Regions from separate parts of the Mus musculus genome. Here regions 1, 2 and 3 are each linked to region 4. A link is a contact called in public Hi-C and promoter capture Hi-C data. All regions are on one chromosome and are shown on one strand. The core of a region is the stretch at or near the end of the contact, and the rest is flanking DNA. Distances in the headings are between cores, read along the strand shown.

Region 1 (6,365 bases), core at 2,792-5,291, 1.6 Mb after region 4:
TTTACTCTTTAAAATCCACTTTCGAAAGAAATGAAACAATTGTTTTGATTTTCCATACTATTTTTATTGCAACTGCATGGGAGTTTTCTAAATTGTGCATTACACCATAATACACAGGATTACAAACAAGATTACAGTACATGTCAATTCCAGTAGTACCAGCATCACATCTCAAACAGCACTTATTCTGGACTGCATTTTACATGCAACAGCTATTGTTCTAATTATGAATTCGATGGTTTGAATTTTATTTAAACTACTGTACTAACTGACTACACAGGTATAAAAACCCAACATTAACAACCTGAATAAATTTAGGCTCAGATTTATTACATGAATAGATGACAAACCACCATTTGTTTGACTATGTATAAAATCATGCATTTATATTTTCTGGAAACATCAATATCTTCAAACACTCCGTAAAATCATGGAATTCAAAGAAGTAAAAGACTAAAAAGAAAGAGTGCAAATTGTATGTGATAGTCAAGCAGCTTTTGATTTAAAGGAGTGTGTGTTGGCATTTATTTATAATATGTATTTACAAGCTTGTGCAAGTAATGAATTGATGTGTTTTGATAAGGAATGCATTTCGGTTTTCATCCTCTTGAGTGTTATGGGTCTGGTTTCTATTTTAGGGAGCGAGCAGGAAAAACTTTAAAGTGAGATGAATTGCTCAAATTGTGCAATTTGTTGGTTTTTTTTCTTTTCTTTTCTTTTTTACAATTAGAGAAGAAAGAAGTGCTAAGGCAACGCAATAACTTTCTAAGCACTTTTCTGCTGGTTTAAATTAGTTAAATTATTTTGTATAAATTAGATATAATTCTACTTTTCTGATATGTATAAAAATTGATGAAGCTGCATGGTTTTAAAATAGGAAATCCACGTTATAAAAAGTCATTAAAAATTCTGTACAAAATCACAACAAAATAATTCAGCATGGGAAAGGTCACAGGTAGTAAAATGCTGGTTGAAAAATATATATTTATATATATTTTAATTGGCCCATTACTAGTTTAAAAATTGCATAGATCCTAATTATTGCTTGTGATTTTTTTTATCCCGATCAGATAATTAATACGATCTGAATACAGCTACACGAAATTCGTGGTACACATTTTCTTTTTTACTTTACTGTATTATTATTTTTAAAATAGAAGAGCTATAGAAAACAATACATAAGGTGAACAGGAACTTTGATCCCCTGTTTCTTCCAAAGGCAGTAACGACAATAAATACATATATCACTTGAAGCTTTGAGTATTTGCACTTTGCAGCAATCTTAGCAAAAGGGCTGCCTTCTGTAAACAGGACAGTCACTGTACGCACAGTGGATTCGTTTCCCGGGAATAGTGAAACTGACGTGCCTCTAATCGTGAAAGATGGCATTAAGCTGGGCACTCATGACTCGCTCATGATGCGAATGGCTATCGAAAGACATAATGTTGTCTATGGGGATCTCGCAGCGAGGGGCAGCGGCACCGGAAGAGAAGATTGATCCGTGGCTTTGGGGCCCTGCCAGCGTCGCTGCAGGGTAGTGCATGGTAAAGGCATAATTTTTTTCAAACTCGGCGGATGGTTCGTGTTTGAAAGAGAAGTTGCCATTGATGCTGAGCGGCGGGCTGAGGGGTCCGTCAAAGGAAGGGCTGGTGCAGTCAGTTAGGGGGCTTTCAAAGAAGGGCTCCAGAGCTGCGCTGTAGGCGTGTGGCGGCGGCTTGACGTGGAAGACGTGGGAGCTGTCCATGGTGCCGTAGGGCGGGCTGGGCAGTCCAGGGGACTGGTAGGAGTAGGGATGCACCGGGAAGGAAGCGCTGGCGGTTGGCAGATGCGGGGGCATGTCCGGGTTCTGCTCAGGCAAGAAAGTCCGAGGGTTGAGCTGCAGGCAGCCGGCGACCAAATTGGTAGTGGGCTGGGACAAACCTTTGCAGAGCGTCTGTACGAAGGAGACCAGATCAGGGCTTTTGCCTGAGCGCAGGATCTCTGACAGAGCCCAGATGTAGTTCTTGGCCAAGCGCAGTGTCTCTATTTTAGACAGTTTCTGGGTCTTGGAGTAGCAAGGTACCACCTTGCGCAGGTTGTCCAGCGCCGCGTTCAGCCCGTGCATGCGGTTCCGCTCGCGGGCGTTGGCCTTCATGCGCCTTAATTTAAAACGTTCTAGGCGCGCCTTGGTCATCTTTTTCTTTTTGGGACCCCGTCTCTTGGGCTTTTGATCCTCCTCCTCCTCTTCTTCTTCCTCCTCTTCCTCTAGATCCTCATCTTCCTCCTCCTCCTCTCCCCCGTTTCTCAGAGAGTCCTCCTCTGCATTCATGGCTTCAAGCTCGTCCTCTTTCTTGTCTGCCTCGTGTTCCTCGTCCTGAGAACTGAGACACTCATCTGTCCAGCTTGGGGGACCTTGGGGCTGAGGCTCGCCCATCAGCCCGCTCTCGCTGTATGATTTGGTCATGTTTCCACTTCCTGTATTGAACAGGGAGAGAGGCAAGCAGAAGAAGAAAGGGGGGGAAATCCACCCGCTATATTTAAAAGCTGGATAAGCCTTCAGCTCCCTCTCCCTAATCCTACAGAAATGCACACAAATAGAAATACACAGGAGTCCACTGCAAAATGGATGCCTCCAGGAAAAGTTAAACGCAGTGCTTCATGCTGGCGTGTCTGTACCTCGGTGCTGCGTAGTAGGTACCACTAGGCCTGTCATGAGTGGCTATGGGTGCCTTTCCTAGTGATCAGCTCAACTGTGTGCAGGGCAATTATCTGGCCAGGTGCCCTGTGTGGAAATGCGTACAGAGTGCATGGTTTTCTGACTGTGTCCCAAGTCACTCCCAACTCACAAAAACGATGAGTTTGGAAATGGAATACTCTGAACTCATCTCTGCTCTGGCTTCGCACTACTTAGAGGTTTAAATAAATTGAAAAGCCATTACGTAATTTCCTAGCACTGACCCCAATTTTTAAAGAAGATTATATGGAAGGGAGAGCCAATGCACAGAGGAGGAAAGGTAGTTTCCATCAAATTATTTTCCTATCGACAACACATTTGGCCACAGAAGTGGGCACAAGTCTTCCATCCCTCTCTTGCCTTTCTTTCTTTGCCTCACCACCCCCCCCCCACGCCCCCGCTAAATTCCCACCTTGTACAAAAGCTCTGGCTCCCAGGCGAGGCTCTCCCACGCGCTGGGGATCAGGTGCAAAAGGCTCCTCTCTAATAAACAGCCCATTGAAAGGGCCGCCCGCTCTTTATTGGGGCTTTTCAAAGTTCGCCTCAAACCTCCCTTTAAAAGATGGAGTAATTACAATGGTCAGCGACTGGCAATGGTGAAGGTGCTGCTTCTCATAAGAACTGTAAAAAGCCTTTAGTAAAACAACTGAATGTCTGGCCCCAGCATGGGGACTTGGCCGCCTCTGGGACAGTAACAGGTAGCAGGAAAATTTCCTTCCTTTTCTCCCCCTCTCCCTACATTTCAGCTAAGCTATTTCAGAGTCCAATCGGTTTTCCAGTACTACATTCTCCTGAAATAGATAGTTTCATATGCACGATGAGCCTAAATATCTGTACACCAAATAAAACTATGGGCAGCAGGTGTTTTTGTTTGTTTGTTTTGTTTTGTTTTGTTTTTCTCTTTCTCTCCTTTTCTCCCCTGAATAAGTGAGAACTGGAAGTGGTTGTTTGCTTTGGGGACTTTCAAATAACCGCTTACAAATAATTACAGTTACTCCCCTCCCCAAACATTCTAAAAGCTTCTATACTATTAAAAATTAAATGTAATTAGAAAGCCTGCAGGGGGTACTTGAGTGCTGGGACTCATTACGTGCGAGTACTTGTGGGCAATTACGAGGAGGGACACTGATCTCAAATATAGGGACAACCGACTCCACAAATGTGCGCATGCAAAGTACCAAGGTACAGCTCTTCAATTATTGCTTTTATTCTCGGGAGAGTAAAAAATAGGAATCATAATTACCTGTTGTTAAAAGGTTCTGAATAGTGACGATCTCATAACCCTGGAGCCTCGGGACACCTTGCCTTCTGCGTGGGCGAATTCCTCGTGTCCCGGTGGCGCGGGCGCTAGGGTTATATAGCCGAGTTGCTGATGCTGAGCGCGGGCGGGGCCGTGAGCTGAGCAACGAGCAGGTCCCTGCGCCCCGCAATCGCGCACGCGTCCAGACTGAACGACTCCCGCCCTCATTCACCCCTCCCCAGAACTTTCCTCCCGCCCCCTTCCACCACCACTCCCCTCACCCCCACAGTACCTCCGCCCCTGCTCCTTCCTCCCCGGCATGCGCCATATGGTCTTCCCGGTCCAGCCAAGAGCCGGGAACCACGTGACCTGCCTATTTGTATGCCGCGGAGCGCTCCATTCCGGCCCCTTTGTGGCCAGAAGAAAGTGGCCCATCTGTCGCCAGTTAGAGACTCCGCGGACCTGTTTTTACCCGCAGGAGAGATTAACCCTTTGTGGCAGCAGAAGACAGAGGACATGTGGGGGGGGGGGGGGTTGCGGGAGGCGAGCTGGAAAGGTAAAGAAAGATCACTGAGTCTATGTCCTAGCCTGAAGACTGCTTTAGCGCAGAGAGGTAGACAGAGGTGAACCACTCACAATCCCAGATACTGAGGTGCACTGAAGGGTCCTTCCCTTGACAATGGTCTCCGGTGGTGCAGTTTGACTTTGTTCTCTCTGGAGAGGCCCATCTCTTAGCTTCTACCTCTTAGCAGAGGCTTTGCTTATTGCCACCAAAGGGTGGCTGGCTTCTAATCTCCATCACCTCTCTAGGCAAACATTTATTTCATATAAAAACGACCTCATCTGGAAACACAGCCTTGACTCAACCTTCCTGACTAGAGCATCTTCTAGAATCCTTTGCAAGTCAGCTTCCATACCCTACACTTGAACACTCCAAATGTAAACCTAACGGTCACCTGCTCCTACCCCAGAGACTTCACTAAGAGTCTTCAACTCTAAACCCTAGAATTTTGTGTCTAAAGCTAGTTTTTGCCAGCAGACCTTGGCTCCGTTGGTTTTCAGATGCTCCTGGAGTAATGAATGACCTCAGCTAGCTCATCTAGGGAATGCTAAGATTAAACAACCCCGCACCAGAGGTGGGAATTTCATCTCTGACACAGACCATAATTCAATCACAGCCTTCCTTGAGCCCCTAGTGCTCAATCTCTGGGGCCTTGGTCAGAAGAAGCTCAAAGAGAAGCTGCAATAAAACTCTATTCAATGTGCTGTTTCCCTTTCTGGGGACTCTGTGTTTTGAGTCAAGCAAAGTCTATTGTGGAATAGCCTTATCTATTCTTAAATAAGGAGTCTTTATTTTCTCCATCTGAAGGAGGAATCTTTCAGATGGATGATCCTCCGTCCTTCTAGCCCAAGAAAAGTGACAGAGGAGGAGGAGGAATGGTTGGCCTCCTTTCTCTTTCCAGTTCCTCTTCTAACTCTTCATTAAGTTCTTACCCTCTTCAACCCCTTTGCAATGAATGCATCCTACTTGAATTGCTTATGTAAAGGCAATTGCCCTTGAGTTTGCAAACAGTGTCAGGGTTGAGTGGCTGGAATGGGGTACATCTGGGAAAGGGGAGGGGGAGAGGGTTCTAAGGAGATCCTGGGCATTTGCAAGATATTGAAAGTAACCTTCCAGACCCGGAACGAATCTAAAAAGAAAAGCAAGGCATTGTGGGAGTTCTTTGGTGGCCTAAAACATGGCACCAATCATTCTGGGATTCTAGAGATAAACTGCCTGGAGTTTTTCTTTTTCTTTGTTCTGTCAACTGGCTGAGAGCAGAGCAAGCAAGGAGCATTGTCTTTTTTTTTGGGGGGGGGGGTTGTTTTTTTGTTTTGTTTTTGTTTTTTTTCATTTACTCTGGGTGTTGCGTTTAAATACCTGGATCCGCAGAAAAATCTTGAAGGTTAAGCACAGTAGAGGCAGATTTTATTGGGACAGCCCTTCTATGAAGAGTTGGCATATCCTCATTCAGTGAAATGTAACTCGGATTCTGGCTCTCACCTCTCCATTTTAGGGGATGCTACAGGAGAGTTATTGGGGAGCGGTGGAAGTTATGGCTCAGGGGATCTGACTAACGGACCAGGGAGTTTTGAAAAGAAAAGCTACACCTGGATATTCCCGGAACTTGAAGTAAGATCTCTCTTTCCTGAATGTTCATGCTTTGCTGCATTCTAATGTGGCCTTGATTCCAAGTCGGAGTTACAAACACCAAGGCTCCCAGCAAGTGTCCTCCGAGCTCCGGGGAAGCAGTGGGTGCCTAATAAGGATGGGGGGTTAAGTATTTTTGCTTTGTGAAAGTATGTGTGTGTTGCGGGAAGGCGCAAGACTGCGGGACGGGGGGCGGGGGGCGGCCGCACCTGAACTGCACC
Region 2 (5,647 bases), core at 278-2,777, 1.4 Mb after region 4:
CTCAACCAGGCTGACCGGCTCCTCCCTCGTGCCTCTTCTCAGAGTGTGTGGAGCCCAACTCAGCGATCCTTGCCTTCCAGCTCTCTTCAAGTGTTCCCAAACAATTAAACTTTATGGAGTAGGGAACTTTTCTTTTCTACTATCAGGCCAAAAATGTTGCTGGGTGCTCCTCCAGGCATCCTGCTGATTTGTTGTGGTGTTTCGAGGACTGGGGGCTGCCCACTGCATGAGATGATCTGACTCAGTGAACAGCGACAGCTGCGGGCCTGTGATTCTGTTGGTGTAACTGGCAGACACGGACTTTCTTTCTTTCTTTCTTTCTTTCTTTCTTTCTTCCTTTCTTCCTTCCTTTCTCTCTCTCTCTCTCTCTCTCTCTCTCTCTCTCTCTCTCTCTCTCTTTCTTCCTTTCTTTCTTTCTCTCCCTCCCTCCCTCTCTCTTTTTCTTTCTTTCTTTCTTTCTTTCTTTCTTTCTTTCTTTCTTTCTTTCTTTCTTTCTTTCTTTCTTTCTTGTCATTTGTCTTTTTTTTGCAACAAAGGTAAGAGGGCCAGCATCTCACCTGCTAACACTCACCAGCACTTGCCTCCTGCTCCAGCGTGAAAAGCAGGGAATGGAATATGGAGTGTAAGACATAAATTAAAAATAAAATAAAATTAAAAAAAAAAAGAAAAGCAGCACACAAGGAGTATGTTCAGCAGAGGCCCATCTCCTGGCTTAGGTGTGCTGTGACTCTGATCTCTGGTGGCTTTTTAGAAGCCTGTTATGACCTTGTCTTAGGCTGTGTCTACACATCTGGTGGTAGGTATGTCCTGGGGTAACTGAGTGTGTACATGGGGACTAGTTATGAAGAAGTGAGCAAGGGGTGGAGTCTGCTAAGTGAGGCAAGTCACAGAATTTCCTTAGCTTGCCTGGGTTTTCTGTGTTAGGCTATTGCCTGGCTTGCTCATGCGTATAGACTCTATTTAAGAGGAAGTGTATAGAGAGGAAGGAAGCCTGCATAAAAGGCTGCAGGCCTGGGAGTTTTGAAGAGACTAGCCATATACTTTTGTCACCAAATGCTCCAATAGGGCTGGGGCGGGAGGGGGGGGGGGCAGCAGTTTTGGCTTCTTGCAAACTGTGTAATTTCTGTATGCTACACAGCACATAAGTGACAGAGGAAGTTCTGGAAGGTTCTCCACAGTCTTAGTTCCCAAATTATTGGCCACTGGGACTGGCCCTGGAGGCCAGTCACTTGGTGAAGTCCCGCAAGGCATCAAGCCTTAGCCAACTTTCAAAAGGGAATCCCCTGATCTGTTTTGTGTTCCCCCAAGGGTTATTTTTGCTGGGCCCCAGAAGCCAGAGCCACTGTGTGTGATGTCTGCCAGGGTGTGAGTCCATGCAACCTAGGTCCCCTAGCGCCCCCTACAGCTGCTGCGGGGCGGGGATGGGGATCGGGTTGGGGAGAGGGAGGCCAGGCTGTGAGCCACTGCACCACACCCAGGACCCCACCCAGATCCTAGGAGCACCCGGCCCCTGGCTCCGGGGCCACAGAAACGGGGCGTGGGCCAGAGCCTGAAGCATCCCTGGCCACTACGATCGCTCCGCCTGTGGCCACCAATTCCCCTCCTCTTCTGGCGTCCCTCTCTCCGCCCCTGTCGCCTGCCAGCACCGGACACGCTGCTGCACTTCATCTCTTGGGGCGCTCTTCTCTTTGGCCAACCGTCGCATCCTGTGCAACTCTGGTCAGTGGCCGTTTTGTGTTGAATGTTCTCCACCAAGAGCGCATGGCTGCGGAAGCGAGGTGCAGACCGAGGTCCCGAGGGATCGCCCTCCGGGAAGCGGTGATGCTGTTGTTGTACTTCGGGGTGCCAACCGGGCACTCCTACAACCTGGACCCGGAGAATGCACTGCTGTACCAGGGCCCCTCCGGCACGCTGTTTGGCTACTCGGTGGTGCTGCACAGCCACGGGTCGAAGCGCTGGTGAGTGCGCCCTCCCCAAGAGGCATGTCACAGCGCCTCCGCCTCTGGGATTCCTTGTATGAATCAAACTTTCCGCCCTCCTGGGAGGTCAGAGAAAGACCTGGCTTCAGCCAGCTGCCTCACTGGAGAGCCTTGGAACTAACTTATCTTGGGATGGCAGCCCCCAGGGTGCTCCTGAGTCCTGGGTCTCCAGTCATGGGAAGAGGAGGTGGGTGCCACTTCCCTTGCTGACCACTGCACAGCTGTCACAAGCCAACACGGGGCAGAGTGGGTGGGCAGACTGGTTCACGTCTGAGCGAACTTGCATGGTTCTTGCTTTAGGCTCATCGTGGGGGCTCCCACTGCCAGCTGGCTCTCTAATGCCTCAGTGGTCAATCCTGGGGCGATTTACAGATGCGGGATCAGAAAGAATCCAAACCAGACCTGCGAACAGCTCCAGCTGGGTGAGTTGGGTCCCCAAAACAAGACATAATGAACTTTCTCCCCTTCGTGGGTCCACTGTTGGGCAAGTCCTGGAAGACACTATGATGCTGGTCTCTTCTGGATTAAAGTACAAGCTTTTCAATTTTAACCCCATGCCAGCTTGCTCCTGAGAGTATTTTCCTCTCCTTTGCTTGCAACTGTATGTGATCTCAGTATCTTCCAAACCTCTTTCAGGGGAAGTCTCATAGGGTGGCTTCTGGCAAGCTACCTTCTACCAGTCCTAGAACTCTTCCATGTGTAAAATCTGTTTCAAAGCCTTAAAACCCCTCTCTGGCTGAGGACCCAACTTCTCAACTTTGTTCTAGCGTGAGCTGCACATCAGGAATAGAAACTTTGATTGAGCCTATATCCCACCATGTAGCCTATATCCCACCATGTAGCTTATATCCCACCATGTAGCTTATATCCCACCATGTAGCCTATATCTCACCATTTAGCCTATATCCCACCATGTAGCCCAGGGATTTTTCTTCCCCTTCCTTTAAAAATGACACTACCTACCATAAAAGAATGGGAAGAAAAAAACAGCATGCCTTTTGTTAAAATCATAAATATAGGAGGTCTGACATATAATTACTAATTTTCCTCCCCTCAAATTCTCCTGTAAAGCAGGTCTGTCTTTCAGCCCTCGTTTCTGTCTTTATTTAGGTTTTCAGCAACTTGAGAAATGTGCGCTGACGGCAGAGGAGACAAGTTTCATGTTTCAAAGTCAAAAGCAAAGTTGCTGCGCACAGACACATGGGGAAAGAAAGGGGAACTAATATTAATTTAGATCTATCTTGCTCTCAGTACTGTTAAGCATGGCTGTGTATATTGCTCAATGTTTTCCCCTCACAGCAGCTCTAGTGTATGCTTGTACTGCTTCTGCTTCCTCAGGGCTCCCACACAGAGAGCTGCAGGTTCCTTCTTCAAAAGTACTTACCTAGACTCAGGGTTATCACTTCAGGTATACATCTTCAGTGAGGATAAAAACTAAATGAAGGGTTTTGGTGTACTGTCTGGAGATATGATCCATTATCGATGATGATGAGCTAAGGGTGAGAATTGCTACTTTTTATATTTATCTGTAAGTGGAAGGTCTACTTGAGAATACCTGACTTTGTCATAAACCTTTTCTATTCATCGTCGTTGTTTGTTTGCTTGTTTTTTGTTTTTGTTTTGTTTTTTTTCTGTTTCTTTTCTTTGCACTTTTACCCCAGCACCCATAAGAATGAAGGAGTTATGTGTACACTGGATTAAGCTACGGCTGACACTAAAGTACAAAGGATTCTGGGAGTAGGAAAGCACAGGGAGAGGCGAAGGAGGAGAAGGAGGAAGAGGGGGAGGGGAGGGAAGACAAAGGGGAAGGGGAGAGAACAACAAAACAAATTTTACTTAGAAAAAAAAACCCTACTATGAAACTTGATTCTTTATAAAAGAGGGATGGGCCTCTGAGCATCATTAGGCATCCCCTCTTCCAAGGGGCAGACCTGGGCTCATAGAAGACTCACAGACTTGTGCATTCAGAATGGTTACTTAAAAAAAAAAAAAGGTATTTTCATTACCTGAGAGAGTTGTGTAATGAGTGAAGCCTTGATCTGACAGCAGTTCCTCAAAGGGTCTCAGGAAAGAGCAGCTTCTTCTTCTATGGGCCTGGCATTCTTTCTGTGACATTAGAAACTCTGGTGGCTACATCCTGCCTGGAGGATACGCCATCTATTTCTGGATGTTTGTATTTAACTGAAAGGGGATCATGTCCTGACATATTATATAAACTTTTAGATGTCAGCAACTGTCAATTAAAGGAAAACCTAAGTTCACTGGGGGTGCGGAGCACAGAATTCACTACAGAGGCATTTGAGTACAGTGGTTACTTAAGAGATATGAAGTTCTGGGATGGCTGAATAAGGGGAAAGCACAAGTTTTATCGTCATCAACTTGTTTGCTGGGTCAAAATTCAGCCATGGTAAGCCAAAGCAACATTTTTTTACCTTCAAGATTTGAGTCAACAACAAAAATACTGAGATGAAAGAGATCACAAATGAGTCTGAGGTCCCAGTCAGTTGAATGGCTACTGTCTCAGCTATGGGAACACTCAGAAGAGTTTTGTAAGGAGCATGCCTGAACTTACTTCTCAGAGAAGACTCTGAACAATACATTCTCAGTTTCTACGGAGAAAATGGTTCCTTTATTAAGAACAAATTCAAAAGTAATTTAAATCTAGAAGGTAAAATACTGACGCTAATGTCCAGAAAGAAAGCTAAAAGATCACCAGTTGATTAGCAGAAACATATTAAGATTGCAAAGTTTGTAGACTAAGCATCACTACTTATAAACATATTTTGTGTATGTGTGTTTGTGAAGAAAGAAATGAGGGAGAAAGTTATCTATATATACACGAAGTCTTCTGTATGTTCTGAGTGATATTATTTATATAATTAATTATAATGATATATTGTCTTATCTATAATGTGGTTGATTATATTCTAAAGTTCAAACGTTCTTAGCCTATCCAGGAATGGTGCCACATATCTTTAACCCTAGCACTCAGGAGGCAGAGGCAGGTAGAACTCTCTGAGTTCAGTTCCAGATCGGTCTGGTCCATATAGCAAGTTCCAAGAAAGCCAGACCTAAGTTATACCCTGTCTCAACCCCTGCCCCACTCGCACCCCAAATACTTAGCTCAGTATCAAATACGTACCAGCTATTCAAAAATTAGCTGTTCTTTATTTATCTTTTTAAGACTATATGTGACGTCTGCAGTAAAATGTTATCAAAATAAGTAATTAGGGTCAATTCATAAACTAAGTAAAAAATGTTAATTATATAAACAAAAATATAACAAATTTAAATGAAACAAAATAAGAATGAAGTCATTGGTCCATGAAAATGGTTATACTAAGGTAGAGCTATTGGCAGTAAGTAACCTCTTGCCTCTGGAAGAACTTTACTTTTTATCATGGTTTATAAAGTGCCCAGTCATTTAAACTGTCCATTGGCTCTTCAGTTCCAAATAGTCATCTTCGGTTGTTTCCAAGTCTCTCTAGTAGGTCAGATAAAGGGCTGGATCCAATAGATTCCTGTGCTCTCCCACCCTAGTGTAACCTATGGCTAATGCTAACACATACCATGCTGTATTCACTATAACCATAATCAGAGTTGAGCAGGAGACAGGAGTACTCATTTATCTAGCATGCTCAGGGGAGATATTGGCAGTACCCTTTCAG
Region 3 (6,010 bases), core at 1,521-4,020, 1.6 Mb after region 4:
AGGTAAAACTTCATTGGGAATTTTTTTTTTTTATGTTTGGATGAACAGGGAATCTGTTCAAATGACTTGCAAGTTCTCTTGGAGTAACAGGCTGTATTAGCTAGGAAAAGATCCTAAAGACAAAACATTGGAGGCAATTGCTGTCCCCAGCAGGTATAATTTGCAAAGTGGCAGTAATTTCAATATCTAGAAACAGAAATGAATGGAGCACAGAAATGTATGTGTGTATTTGAAAATTCACTAGTATATTTATCTAAAGAAATCTAAACTATGTGGAAAGGAGTAGAAAGTGGTTGCAAACTTATTTGAAGAAATAAAAAGAAATAATTTATCTCATAAATTACAGCAGTATTTCTAGATTAGAAATTTATATAGCCTTAATTAAGTTAAAAATGCATCAAGCATGATAAACAGTCAGACACTCAGAGCTCAAGTTGCCTGACCTAAAAAATCATTTGATCACTTTAAAAGTCCTAAAATTCATAAAGAAAAGTCACAAAGAGAGCAAAGGCCAAAGAGTTATTTGCAACACTTTCATGGAAAAGAACTTAGAAGACTCAAGCAGGCATTCCACAAAAGAAGGAATGCAAATCAAGCAACAAACACGTGAAGAAGTTCAACCTAATTAGTAATCAAAGAAATGCAAATTTAAACAACCAAACACCACTCTGCCTTCTAGGTTGGCATGGGATCAAAACTAAGGGTAGGCCATGGTACAGCTGAAAAGGAAGCAGTTTTAGAGCAGCAGAAGCAGGCCAGTGGTAGCTGCTGGGCACTATGCTGTGAGCATCAAAAGATTCCCAAATGTGAATTGCAGCAGTATTCATCATAGCAAAATGATTGGAGCTTCACTAGTGTCCGTTCAGAGGATGGTAGAATAAACCATCCTTGCCTTTTGCAGCTTTTATTGAATAAGTGTGTGTCCGCATCCAGAAAGACATTGACACTAAGAATGAATGCATGTAATCAAAGCAAGTTACAGAGCTGGAGAGATGGCTCAGTGGTTAGGAGCACTGACTGCTTGTCCAGAGGTCCTGAGTTCAATTCCCAGCAACCACATGGTGACTCATAACCATCTGTAATGGGATCTGATGCACTCTTCTGGTGTGTCTGAAGACAGCTACAGTGCACTCATATACATAAAATAAACAAATCTTTTTTAAAAAGCAAGTTACACAGTTGATTGTGGGGGGGGTTGAACCCACTTACATATTATTTAGGAAGAAAACCAAGAAATAAAATAACCACAGAAAATGCTTAAGCCTAGTCACCACACAGAGAGATAAAAGCGAGAACATGAAGTGCTGGTTTTCTCATCAGTCTCCAGCTTTCCCTTCCACAGTGATCAGCAGTCGGGGTAATTTTAAGTGTAGGAAAGGGGAAAATTGGGGGCACGAAGGCTCAGTGGGGAAAGAGGTTTGGTGAGCTCTGAGCAACTCCTGGCCATTGTCCTCTAATATCCACCCTGGCTCAAGCACTCTGAAGGAAAAAAGGAGGGAGGGAGGGGGGGAGGGGGGGAGGGAGGGAGGGGGGACGGAGGGAGGGAGGGAGGGAGGGAGGGAAAGGCTTTTTGTGTGCAGAGTTTTTAACTTGCTTTTCAGAATTAACTCCAAAACAATAAGTAATAAACCCAGCTGAAGGAAAAGGAAAGCTCACCCAAGTGTCACTGAGGTCAAACTTGGAAACAACTTGTGTGATAATAGAATGTGTGTTTCCTGAAGCACATTGATGTAGCAGAAGACTGTAGCACCATTGGAATTTAGTGTTCTGTGTAGAAATGGGTCCAACAAAAAAGGCATGTTAGAACTCTGGGAGCGCTTGACTTGGAAATGTTTTTATCAGGAAGCTTTGGCCTAAATGTTTAATCAGCAGTGTGGGCTGGGCTTAGCTGCACCCTTTAGGTTTTGAAGTTTGTAAGCAATGAGCAGGAGACCTGCTGGCTCTGGGTGAGGCAACACAGCCAGCCTCCTGGATCAGAGGTTAATGAAAGTCTCCCCAGTTGCCTGGGGAAAGCCCTAGGGCTAGCCTCAGGAAAGGCTAAAGGTTCTGGGCATTATCTGATGGGATAAACTGAAAATCTTAGCTCATTATTTCTCCTCAGCCACTACTTCGGGACACCCTTTGGACACTCTCAGGGTACACAAATATTCATTATAAACATGAGTAAAGAAAACAAAAGAAAATCAACTGTGTTGTAAAAAGCAGTGTTGGTTCCGTAAAGATGGATTACCTGCCTGTGTCTCTCTAAGGATTATTTTAAGAGTGACTTAGATTCCTTTTTGTCTACAAATGAATCAGGAAGAGGCTTTTGAAAGTAAGTGCTGAACAAAGGGCTGAGATCTTAAATCTCTGCTTGGATTCCATTCTCTTGAATGGCTGGGCTGAGTCACACTGGCCACTCCTGGGATCGTATCGGTTTCCGTCACAAGGAAAGCAAATATTCACATAATGCCACGTGAAAGCCATATTTCCATGAACCTATGATGATCAGACTGTAGAATAAAGAAAGAGTTCTGAAGAGAAGCACCATGCCCGCTGATTTTTCTGGGCATGTGTTTCAAATGTGGCTCTACTTCCTACCTTAAGAACAAGTGGCACAGCTATTAGGAAGACTCTGAAGTACAACTTCATTTATAAATTCATATTTGATATCAGGAGATACAAATGCAGAAATGGTCTACAGGCACTGTGTTGCAGGCTACCTACATTAACCCCTCACACAGTGTAGAGCTCTGGTTGGTGGCATGTGGCTCGTTATTTGAAATCTATTGGCTCATTAGGATCATATTGGTCGTTGCTAGTTGCTTCAGAACACTAACTGTCCTCTCGCATTACTTACAGAGATACTGGGGCCATCTGTTCTTGCAAGGGATTTAAGTATGCGTCTATTGGATAGCTTGCTATTTATTTAATTCAGCACCCACTTCCTATTGTATCTTCTTGGGGGAAGGGGAGCCAATTTAATTACAGGGAATAAAGATAACCTTTCCTGGCAGGTTACCAGGAAAGCAGGACCTGTTCAAAATGGGTTACAGTGGCAAATAAGGAGAGCAAAGCCAGTGACACTTAAGGATAGTGAGCAAAGGTTTAACAAAAATAGGACAGTGAGCTGCACTTTTAAAAATATTACTGTAAGCCCAGGGCTTGTCTGCATCAATCTTGGCACATCTGCCTGATGCGGACCGTAAACAGGATTAAAGCTGGGTTTATCTGCCTGGTGCTAATTGTGCTCACAGTTCCTGCACATGTCCACTTTTTAAAACGTGGCTTGAAAAACAGCCTGCTGGATAGATGGCACTAGCACAACACCCTGAACACACACACATACACACACACTCTCTCTCTCTTTCTCTCTCTCTCACACACGGTGTATGTCACATTGTTAGGCAAAATGATGCCTAACAGGGTATTTTTTTTTCTTGGCTCTTCAGAATTACTTATCTAATCCCCTAATTAAAAATACAAAATTCTGTTTGAATACACCACATACTGAGATAAATCTGTGAAGCAAGGGACCAATAAATTTGAATACACTCTAATTGTAAGTAGAAAACACAACGTAATTGTTAATAATCAGGTTAAACTAGGGTTTACACAAATAGGGCCAATCCTGTAGCAGACTGAAAATGTGCTTCAATGTAATGCTCTCCTGGAGAACGTGGCACAGCGTTGGAGAGCAGAGGTGCCCAAACTCCTAAGCACACATGAATATCAAGATGGAGATATGGTGAACTAGTATTCTTATCTAGTAAAAATATTAGAAAATTTTCGTCTTATTTGAGAGAAATTCCAAATCCACTGTCTTACACTTTTACTAAACCAAATTTAATATTGGAGATGATTTTTCTGCCTGTGGGTTTCTTCAATTTAACTTTTCCTATCGAGTGTAAGTACCTCAAATATGTCTTGTAAGTCTTTAAACACTGGAAGATGTAAAGACATTTCTTTTCTTTCCTTTTCTTTTCTTTTTTTTTTTCTTTTTTCTTTTTTTTTTTTTTTTTTTTTTTTTTTTTGGTTTTTTTTGTTGTTGTTGTTTTGTTTTGGGTTTTGGTTTTTTGAGACAGGGTTTCTCTGTATAGTCCTGGCTGTCCTGGAACTCACTTTGTAGACCAGGCTGGCCTCGAACTCAGAAATCCGCCTGCCTCTGCCTCCCAAGTGCTGAGATTAAAGGCATGTGCCACCACGCCCGGCGTAAAGACATTTCTGCATCAAAATCAAAATGTACTAATGAAAAGTTGATACATTTTAAATAGTCTCCTGTAGCTCGGGTTTTAAAATACAGATAAAAATGCCAGTTCTTTATTCGGAATAATGCCCAAATTTTCTATGCTAAATCTATTTCTTGAGATATATATATATATATATATATATATATATATTCATGTTCCAGACACCTTGGCCAGTTCTGAGAGATCAGAGGGTTCTTTAAATTTCTGCCAGTAACAAAAGATATGCCTACATCTGCAGTGCATAATTTGGGGAGAGTGGGTTAAGTAAGCCATTCAAATGCCGAAGAGAAGCCAAGCAGCTCTATGGGTCATTCTCAATGGTAGACTTATAGGATGCACAAATTCAAAAGAATTTCCATTGCTACTAAAGGCAGCAATACTCCATTACCTGTCATGCTGACGTCTGGCAAAGCACCTGCTTTGGACACAACTATAGACAAGTCCATTCACTATGACTAGTAACCCCCCACATTCTCCACTAGTGGTTCTTGGCAAGGAAAGAAAACTGCTTATTTATGTTTAGTTCTTGTGTACCAAGTATAAAGTGTCATTGCTGTGAACAGAGCAATGGTCCTCTCCAGAAGAGCCCAGGAACCACCCAAGTTGACAGCACCAATTGCCTTCATGGAACACCATCTCTACTTAGAGGACCAACTAACTGGGAATGTATCTAGGGTGGGGAGAGTGTCTGCTTAGCATGCATGAAGCCCTCCTGGGGTTTGGCCCCAGCAGCACACAAACAAGTTTGGTAGGACGCATTTAATTCCAACACCAAGGAGGTAGAGGCAGGAGGATGAGAAATTAGGGTTCTCCTTGGTTACATAAACAGATCAAGGCCGGTCTGAGCAAAAGACCTGCTGATAGGGAAGACTGTGGCATTTAGTCATAGCTATTTGCCAAACTTTCTCTGGGAAAATTAACAAAACTAGCCAAAGAGCAAAACTGAAAGTTCTGTCCATAAAAAAATGAAAGATTTAGAGGAAAATCAGGGTTTTCTAAAAGATATATATTACAGCTCCTCATCTTAAAGGAATTTTCTGGAGGTATTGGCAAGGATTATTTGACTTTTAAAAAATATTTTGTAATAAGATGTATGTGTCATAAAACTGTAACAGAGGTACCCAGCTTTCCAAATAGTCAAGGGGATATCATAAAAATCACATCTGAGCTATCAGTTCATTCAAACAGGAGAGAGAGAAATCAGTTGGAAGTGTTCAGATTCTACATTAGAGCTCACCTCTAAGAAGCCAGGACTTGCTGTGCTCTGCCTCAGTTTCAGAGTGATGCTGACAGGCAAAAGTGGAATGGTTTCCTCTCCTACACCCGAGTTAAGCTCAGTTTTCCTCTACACATCAACCAGAACAAGTATTCACAGCAGACTGGAGCAGTAAAGTGAGAGGCCAACTCTCTCCTATCCTATCAGACATTGAAGAGGATCCCAGGACTCTAAGACTGTGAAGACCGTGGCACTGCTATTATACTGTTTGATGAAATGTCTTAAATAAGTGTGATATTTATATTAACATGTAATGGGTTTACTACTATTATTTTTATTTTTTATTTTTCTGTGATGCTGAATAGCTAATCTAGGGCCTTCTATATGCCAGGTAAACACTCCACTGCTGAGTGATAGCCCTGGCTCTTTCATTAATATTTTAAAGTATCTGTAATCTATAATATAACAAACATCAGTGGATATAACTTATATAAATAACATCTTTTGGTTGTTTTCAATAATTTAAGTTTGCCCCAAATCAGAGATTGAAGTATAAATAATATGA
Region 4 (6,332 bases), core at 2,736-5,235:
CGGAGCTGAAGTGTTTAAATAATATAAGTTAAATAAGGTGAGACTACAGAACCAGGAAGAACGTAATCCACCTAGTTAATTTATCTACTGGCTTGCCACCAGAGGCCAGGACCTGGGTTAGGTATTTCAGGGAGTGAGGAACTAAGGTTGGGTTAGGTGCCCTTGAGTACCACAGCACCCTTGAGTACAGTGTGGGGAAAACACATAACAGACTTCACTTCTGAGAAGTGAAATCCAAGGTAATAGAACTTGGGGAGAGTCAAAGCCATAGTTCAAAGGGAGATCACGACTCTCAGACAGGGGTACATGGCAACAGGGAGAAGAGAGGTCTGCTCCAGGCAGAGGGGGACTGCATGAGCACAGAGGAGCAGTGCAGAGGCATGCTGTGTGTTGAGAGAAAGCCACTGACTTCAGCACAGGGCAAGTCAGACTGTTGCCAGGAAGCACCGGACTGCACTTCAGAGGGCTAAACAGAGGCAGCCCAAGCCAGTAGGATTCCTGGGGCCCTGTTTATACCATGTAGGACTCCATTTTAGCAGTAGATTCCAACATTATTTTCTCAGTATATCACTGAACATCGGCAGATGTTTATAAGAGTCTCAGCCAAGGCTGTGGCTAGCACACGGCAGATTCACTCAATAAACGAGTCAATGAGGTCAGAGTACAGCTCACCAGCAGAGGACCTCGCTCTTAGAGCAGAGGTATACGCTACGGGGGCATTACAGAAGCGTTGACCAGTGAGGAAGTTTTCCTACGGCTTAGCCTCCAAAAGCAAGCATGAAATTCACTAGGAATGGAAGAGACAAGAGATGGCAAGTGAGTCCAGAAGCCAGCGTGGTAACATCTAGAAAAACGGAGGCAGACACGCTGTGGATAAGAAAGTGATGCTGTCAAGAGGCCTTGTGGAGACGGAAATGGTGGGACTGTCTGTGCACTGCATGTGGAAAGCAATGGTATGGGAGGAGGAGGCTCTGGGTGCTTGGGAGAATTGTGGAAACTGACACCAAGGCGCCCCTGCTCATTTAAAAGAAAGACAGTGATTAGAGTTTATGCTTAGATTTAGAAAGCAGGTGGTGGACTTGAGGCACCTGAGAGCAATGCAAGGCCTTCAAAGGGTTTCACAGGGCAAATATGATGTCTGGGAGGGAAAGCAAAAGTATGTCATCTTAAGAAGAAATGATCTAAATTAATAAAGGACAACACCAGATGAAATCTACAAAATGCAAAAGGAAGATAACCCAAAAAGTAAAGAAAACTAAGAGAAACCCATAGAGGAAGAACAGAAGGAGGTGGGGAAGGGAGAGGAAGAGAAGGAGGGGGAGAGAGAAAGAGAGAGGGAGAGAGAGAGACTATGAAGAATAGAAGATCATACTAAGATCTATGTGGAACAAGAGACAGAAATGGAGAAATGGTGATAGCAACAGTAATAAAATAGTGTGCAGAGGGGACAACAATAACAAAACCAAGCAAACAGAAGGCAGGGAAGTTCAGCATGCGTTGTCCTTTAGATCTAAGTAGAAGCTTGAAAGCCTTAGAAAGCCAATTTAGCTCTTTGTTTCCATGAACAAAGATTTTTCACATGAATTCACTCCTGTGATATGTTAGTTAATTGTTCTTTTTAACTATATATAATATATAATGATATGATATGTAAGCTTAATTAATATAAAATATCATATTCACATATGTCATTGGGCAGTAGCATCTTCAAACTCAGATGGAAGAAAAAGAAAACAGAGTTGGGATGTCTTGTTTATGGTACCCGACAGCACCCAGCATCATTCTATGTAGCTTTTCATCTCTAAGAGATGTTTGCTTTGATAGATCCTCTCTACTCCCAGAGCCAGGACATTCGATCATCATACAATAGTCCCACTCTGGAAGAAGGATCTTCCAACTGCTGTCAGCTCTCATTATCTGCTGTGCTTGGGTGCCAGGCACTAACCACACTTCTGTCTCTAATTTGACTGAGATGGAAATGCCTCCGTTTGGTTTCTTTCTGCCTCAGTCCAAAGAGACAGGCTGTTTTCTTTGGTCCTGGGAATCTATATACTGTTAAAATGCTGTAAGCTATCAACATTGTTTTTCTTTCCCTTAATGTCAATGGATTCTAATGCTTATAGAGCTCCTTTTCAATGATTTACCTAATAACCATAACATAATATTATGCAAATGAGATGCTTCAGGGATGATACTGCACCACACTGATACCTACCACCAGCACTATTCCAGCAAGGGCGGCGATCCTCCCCTGTTTGGGAGAGTTCACCTTTCCAAAAGCATTTACTACAAATGCGCCCACGAGAGGTCAAGGAGACGGACAAGAACAGCTTATTTGATTTGTGGTTTCACCTTAAACCTCCTCAAATCACTTTCAGAAACAAGTAAAGGTGTAAACGATAAATCCGCAAAAACTTGATTACTGAAAAATACAGAATCCGAGCAAGCAAGGCTTTGAGCACATAAACATATTTTCACCTTCCATATCTTAAGTAGCCAAACCTACAAGCCGGTATTTTACATTCTAAGGACATTCAACTATGACAGGAAAGGACAACCCGTATCAAAGCATGCATGACATTAAAATAAGATTGAAGGATTCTGGAAACAGGCAAAAGCAGACCCTGAAACACTAAAGGGAGTTATCTGGAGCCTAAATGTTTGAGATGCTGCACAGTAACTTTCTGGAAAACTGCCTCTTCATTTAATAAATATATTTCTCAGTCCTTCCCAAGCTGTATGGACGCTGCCAGTCTACCCGACAACACAAATGTTTTTGCCCCATTTGGAGCATCTATTTTGCCTATATTTTGCTTCATTGTGACAAAGTTTGCAATAGCCTCTGTGTGCTGCTCATCAGATAAGCAAAACCGGAGAGAACCGCCAACCTCCTTTCTAGATGAAAATGTTTCCAAATCCAGGAACTTTTGAGGTCATTCCAAAATTATTTGTGCTCATGGGGGCGGGGGCATTTTCTTTTCCTTGAAGGACCCAGGACACTCGCCATCTGAGTGATCTCCAGAGCCATAGGAAGCAAAGCATGAGAGACCTCCGTCTAGTCTTCTCCTCATCCCAAGGCCAGCACACAGCAGAGGCAAAGCAGATGGTCCTCCCCCTCCCGTTTCTCTCCTCCCTTCCGCTGTCCCGCAGAGTCCTCCCACCCTGAGCTGACACCTTCACCAGCTCTTGCTAACCCAGGCTGCCCTTCCCAGCTCCCAACAAGTGCAAACTTTGAGCATCTGCTCTCGAGCCGCACCATTCACCTTTCTGCTGGTCTTTTCTCTGCAGAATGCCCTTGGGACCCTAAGCTTCCACAGTCATCCTGCCCTCACACCTCGGTACCCAAATTATTCATTTCCCTCTGGCAAAAAGGGAGTCTGCAAAACCCCCCGGAGTTCCCGGGAGGGGAGAGGCACTGCCACTGACCCCCTGCGAGGCTTTCCTTGTCCCCCCCGTCTATCTCTATGCTCCCTTCCCACCCTGGCTTCTCCGAGCCCACCCTGGGGACTCCTTGCCCGACGAACTCCTACGTCCTACTCCTACGTCCTACTCCTTGACTCGAGGGGCTAGGGGGAGCCTCGACTCTGCGGCCGGGGCAGCGGCCAGGCGCCTGCCTCTACAAGTGGGGCGGCGGGACGCAGCGCAAACTCCGTCCCTCGCCTGGGCGGAGGCGGTGGGGAGAGGCGCGGACGCGGCGCGGGGCTGCTCGCCCCAGGCTTACCTCTGCGCGCGGGCGGCGGGCGGCGGGCGCGCGGGGCAGCCGCTCCTGAGGCCGGGGGGATGTGGCCGGCGCCTGGGAGGCGGCGCTCCCGCCAGGGCTGCGCTGGAGCTCCGCGCAGACGCTCTCCCGCGGTCTGCGGCAGCCCGGGGCGGTGGCACCGGCGACAGCTCTGCGCCGCGGGCCCCCGGAACTGTCCGACCCAGCGGGAGCGCGGGCTGAGCGGCCGCTCGCGGTCTCCACGCTCGGCGCCTGCGCGCCTGGCCTCGCCCAGGTGAGGGGCGTGTGCCGAGTCCGCGCGGGCCACGGGGACAGGCGTGAGGACCTGCGAGGCGCTCGGCGCGGGATGCTGCGGCTGGGGTGGGGAACGCCGTGGAGACGCCCCGGGGGCGGCGCAGCCTGGAAGGCCGCCTGGTCACCGGGTCCCACGCGCCCCTCAGCCTCCAGCAGGGGTCGGGGGTGGGGGGATTCCCCAAGGCGGGACGCAAACCTCGCGCGCGCGGGGGCCGACGTGTCACCTACTGGCCGAGCGGACTAAAACTCTTCTTGGAGATGCTCGCCACCAAGTATGGGCTCTGCCCCCGCGTGCAGCTCCCGGCTGGCGGGCGACACAGATCAGCCTCCGCGGGGACCCAGGGCTTCGCAGCCCAGCAAGGACCTGCGAGGCTCGTGCGCAGGGGAGGGGCTCGCCTGCTCCTACTGCCAGACCTCGCTGATTGAAGTTTCAAAAACTAAACCGTGTCAGGGGTTCCCCCGGTGTAAGCCATCTTCTGAAAATAGTGTAGACACAGCCAGGGCGCTTATTTCTGCGACGGAGAGCACTTCAAAGAAAACACTGGGGGGAAGGAAACATAATTTGAAGGGCTCAGTCTTCTAAGATGACTTCTTCGGGAAGAAATTCAAGAGTAACAAATGACAAGGGAACTGTGGAAGGCAGCAAAGACTGAAAAAAAAAAACAGATGACTCGACTTTAAAATATTTTTCTTTGGATCTTGTCTTAGATGATTGACACAAAGGCCATAAATAATTAATCCGGCAGCTGTTAATGTCTTGGCATAGTGTCCGGAGTAAATATCTTCGAGTCCAGCCAAAGCTAGTGCTGCTTCCGGGGTGGGTTTGAGATCTGATGAATGCACACTCACTGCATTCTGGAGCCTTCCGAAGGAGCAGCTTGCTTTTTTTTTTAAATCCACCTTGGAATGTCAGCTTATTGCAGGCGCCAGCACCTGAGGTAACCAGCGTGAGAAGGGACATTAATCTGACTGATGGTCTTTATATTTTTAGAATCCAAACATCTTCTAGCTGGCCTGGCTCGCTCTACTAAATACAGACCCAAACTGGTATGTTTATTATTACTGCTACCTCTATTCAAAATAACTACGGGAGGCAAGCTGCAAAATTCATAACCCCAAAAAGAACATGAAGAACTGTAATTGTTTGTAGAGTCCCTTTTTAAAGTTATAGCCGTAACATATCTTCCTGCCCATGAAGGTTATATTGAAAGTAAGCATTTTATGAGTCCTGAGAATGGAGTTCTGGCAAACGGAGAGCAGCAGGAAATTCTATGATCAAGGCATCCAGCTTCCAGGCCCTTGCACTTGAGAGTTGAAAGCAGCGAGGTTGCCTTAGCCAATACTACCGACCACAAGAATTAGCACTCCCAGAAATCTAAGGTGCAGGGGGTGAGGGTGCTTCGGAGGCCTCCACCCAACACTTTTAACTGTTCTTGGAGGGGAAGAAAATGAGCAAGCCCTATGGACTGAACACCTGTGAGAAGTGTTCCCCATGGCTTGCACAGTTTAGCAGGATTTGCAGTTTTTATGTCCTGCAATCTGCAACTACATCCTCCTCTCCTCTCTGTCTATTTTTAATCACTTATAGCTGAGATGTATGGTAGAAAATAATTTGAGGGTTGCAATTCCTAACAATAGCTGAAAGAAGCATAAAATATTTGCAGACGAGTCTCAAATTATTTTTAACCTGTGACCTAAGAGATAAAGAACTATGTCTTTCATGTCCCTTAACCAAGGCAGAATAGCGGCTTCTGGAAGCTCACACCCCAAAACAATCGGTACACTTTCCCAGAAAATACACTTCAATATAGAAACAACTATAAACTAAGAGATATATAGGGAAAATTAAATTAAACCGAAGCTTCTCTTCGAAAGTATGATCGTCTATTGGCAAATCTGGTTCTTTAGCCCACCTGACCTTTTAAAACCATTGTTCAGTAACAAGATCTGCCACCCTAAACTAGGAGCGTCCAGATAGTAACACACCAGGCTAGCACATCATGCAGGCACCCCTCACTGGCAGGAAAGAGCAGAAAGAGGTTCATTTAAGTCTTGCCCCTACGTGTGTTTATGAGGTAAGTGGTTCCTAAGTATTCCCTGAAAATCATACTAAATGCAGTCTAACTCCTTCCCAGCAATCTTGTTAATCCTCTTGCCCATTGGATACTAGTGGTAAACAGGCCATCAACAGATTTGAAAGCTTTAGAAATCACTTGGTTTTATGATGCAATAGCACATGTGAATTTGCACATGGTACATTATCTTATAAAACAAGCTCTGGTTAACATTATATATTTCTTTGCAGCCATCATTGAGACTC

Evidence for each region. Promoter capture Hi-C pulls out the DNA fragments that hold promoters and counts their contacts. A called contact is a pair of places that touch in the nucleus more often than the background predicts.
Region 1: a contact with region 4 is called in a promoter capture Hi-C map of hippocampal neurons, with 6 times the contacts expected there. The contact joins the promoter of Neurod1 here to the promoter of Zfp385b in region 4. A contact is called at or near these places in 3 of 39 promoter capture datasets (the 3T3-L1 cell line, cranial neural crest and hippocampal neurons), 2 of 484 Hi-C or Micro-C datasets (brain and cerebellum) and 2 of 115 datasets of contacts at active chromatin or transcription factors (astrocytes and embryonic midbrain).
Region 2: a promoter capture Hi-C map of hippocampal neurons shows a contact between it and region 4, with 4 times the contacts expected there. The contact joins the promoter of Itga4 here to the promoter of Zfp385b in region 4. A contact is called at or near these places in 4 of 39 promoter capture datasets (the 3T3-L1 cell line, hippocampal neurons, maxillary cranial neural crest and 1 more) and 1 of 9 other capture datasets (embryonic stem cells).
Region 3: a contact with region 4 is called in a Hi-C map of cerebellum, with 2.3 times the contacts expected there. The contact joins the enhancer-like site here to the promoter of Zfp385b in region 4. A contact is called at or near these places in 2 of 39 promoter capture datasets (the 3T3-L1 cell line and hippocampal neurons) and 1 of 484 Hi-C or Micro-C datasets (cerebellum).

The regions. Positions count from the first base shown.
Region 1 is chr2:79,452,595-79,458,959 of GRCm38.p6, forward strand. Neurod1 (neurogenic differentiation 1) reads right to left here and starts at 4,042. Exons shown (of 2, transcript NM_010894.3): 1 at 3,957-4,042; 2 at 43-2,454. The coding sequence starts at 2,443. The coding sequence ends at 1,370.
Region 2 is chr2:79,253,899-79,259,545 of GRCm38.p6, forward strand. It overlaps Itga4 (integrin alpha 4), which reads left to right and starts at 1,528. Exons shown (of 28, transcript NM_010576.4): 1 at 1,528-1,958; 2 at 2,280-2,401. The coding sequence starts at 1,762.
Region 3 is chr2:79,396,616-79,402,625 of GRCm38.p6, forward strand. The region is part of intron 1 of Cerkl (ceramide kinase-like); the gene reads right to left. Among named protein-coding and RNA genes, the nearest start is that of Cerkl, 29 kb to the right of the region's middle. Within about 2 kb of position 2,771, at least 41 of the 459 cell types and tissues checked have an H3K27ac peak or open chromatin away from gene starts, as enhancers often do. A contact at or near this core is called in cerebellum, where this site is marked.
Region 4 is chr2:77,812,831-77,819,162 of GRCm38.p6, forward strand. It overlaps Zfp385b (zinc finger protein 385B), which reads right to left and starts at 3,986. Exons shown (of 10, transcript NM_178723.6): 1 at 3,722-3,986.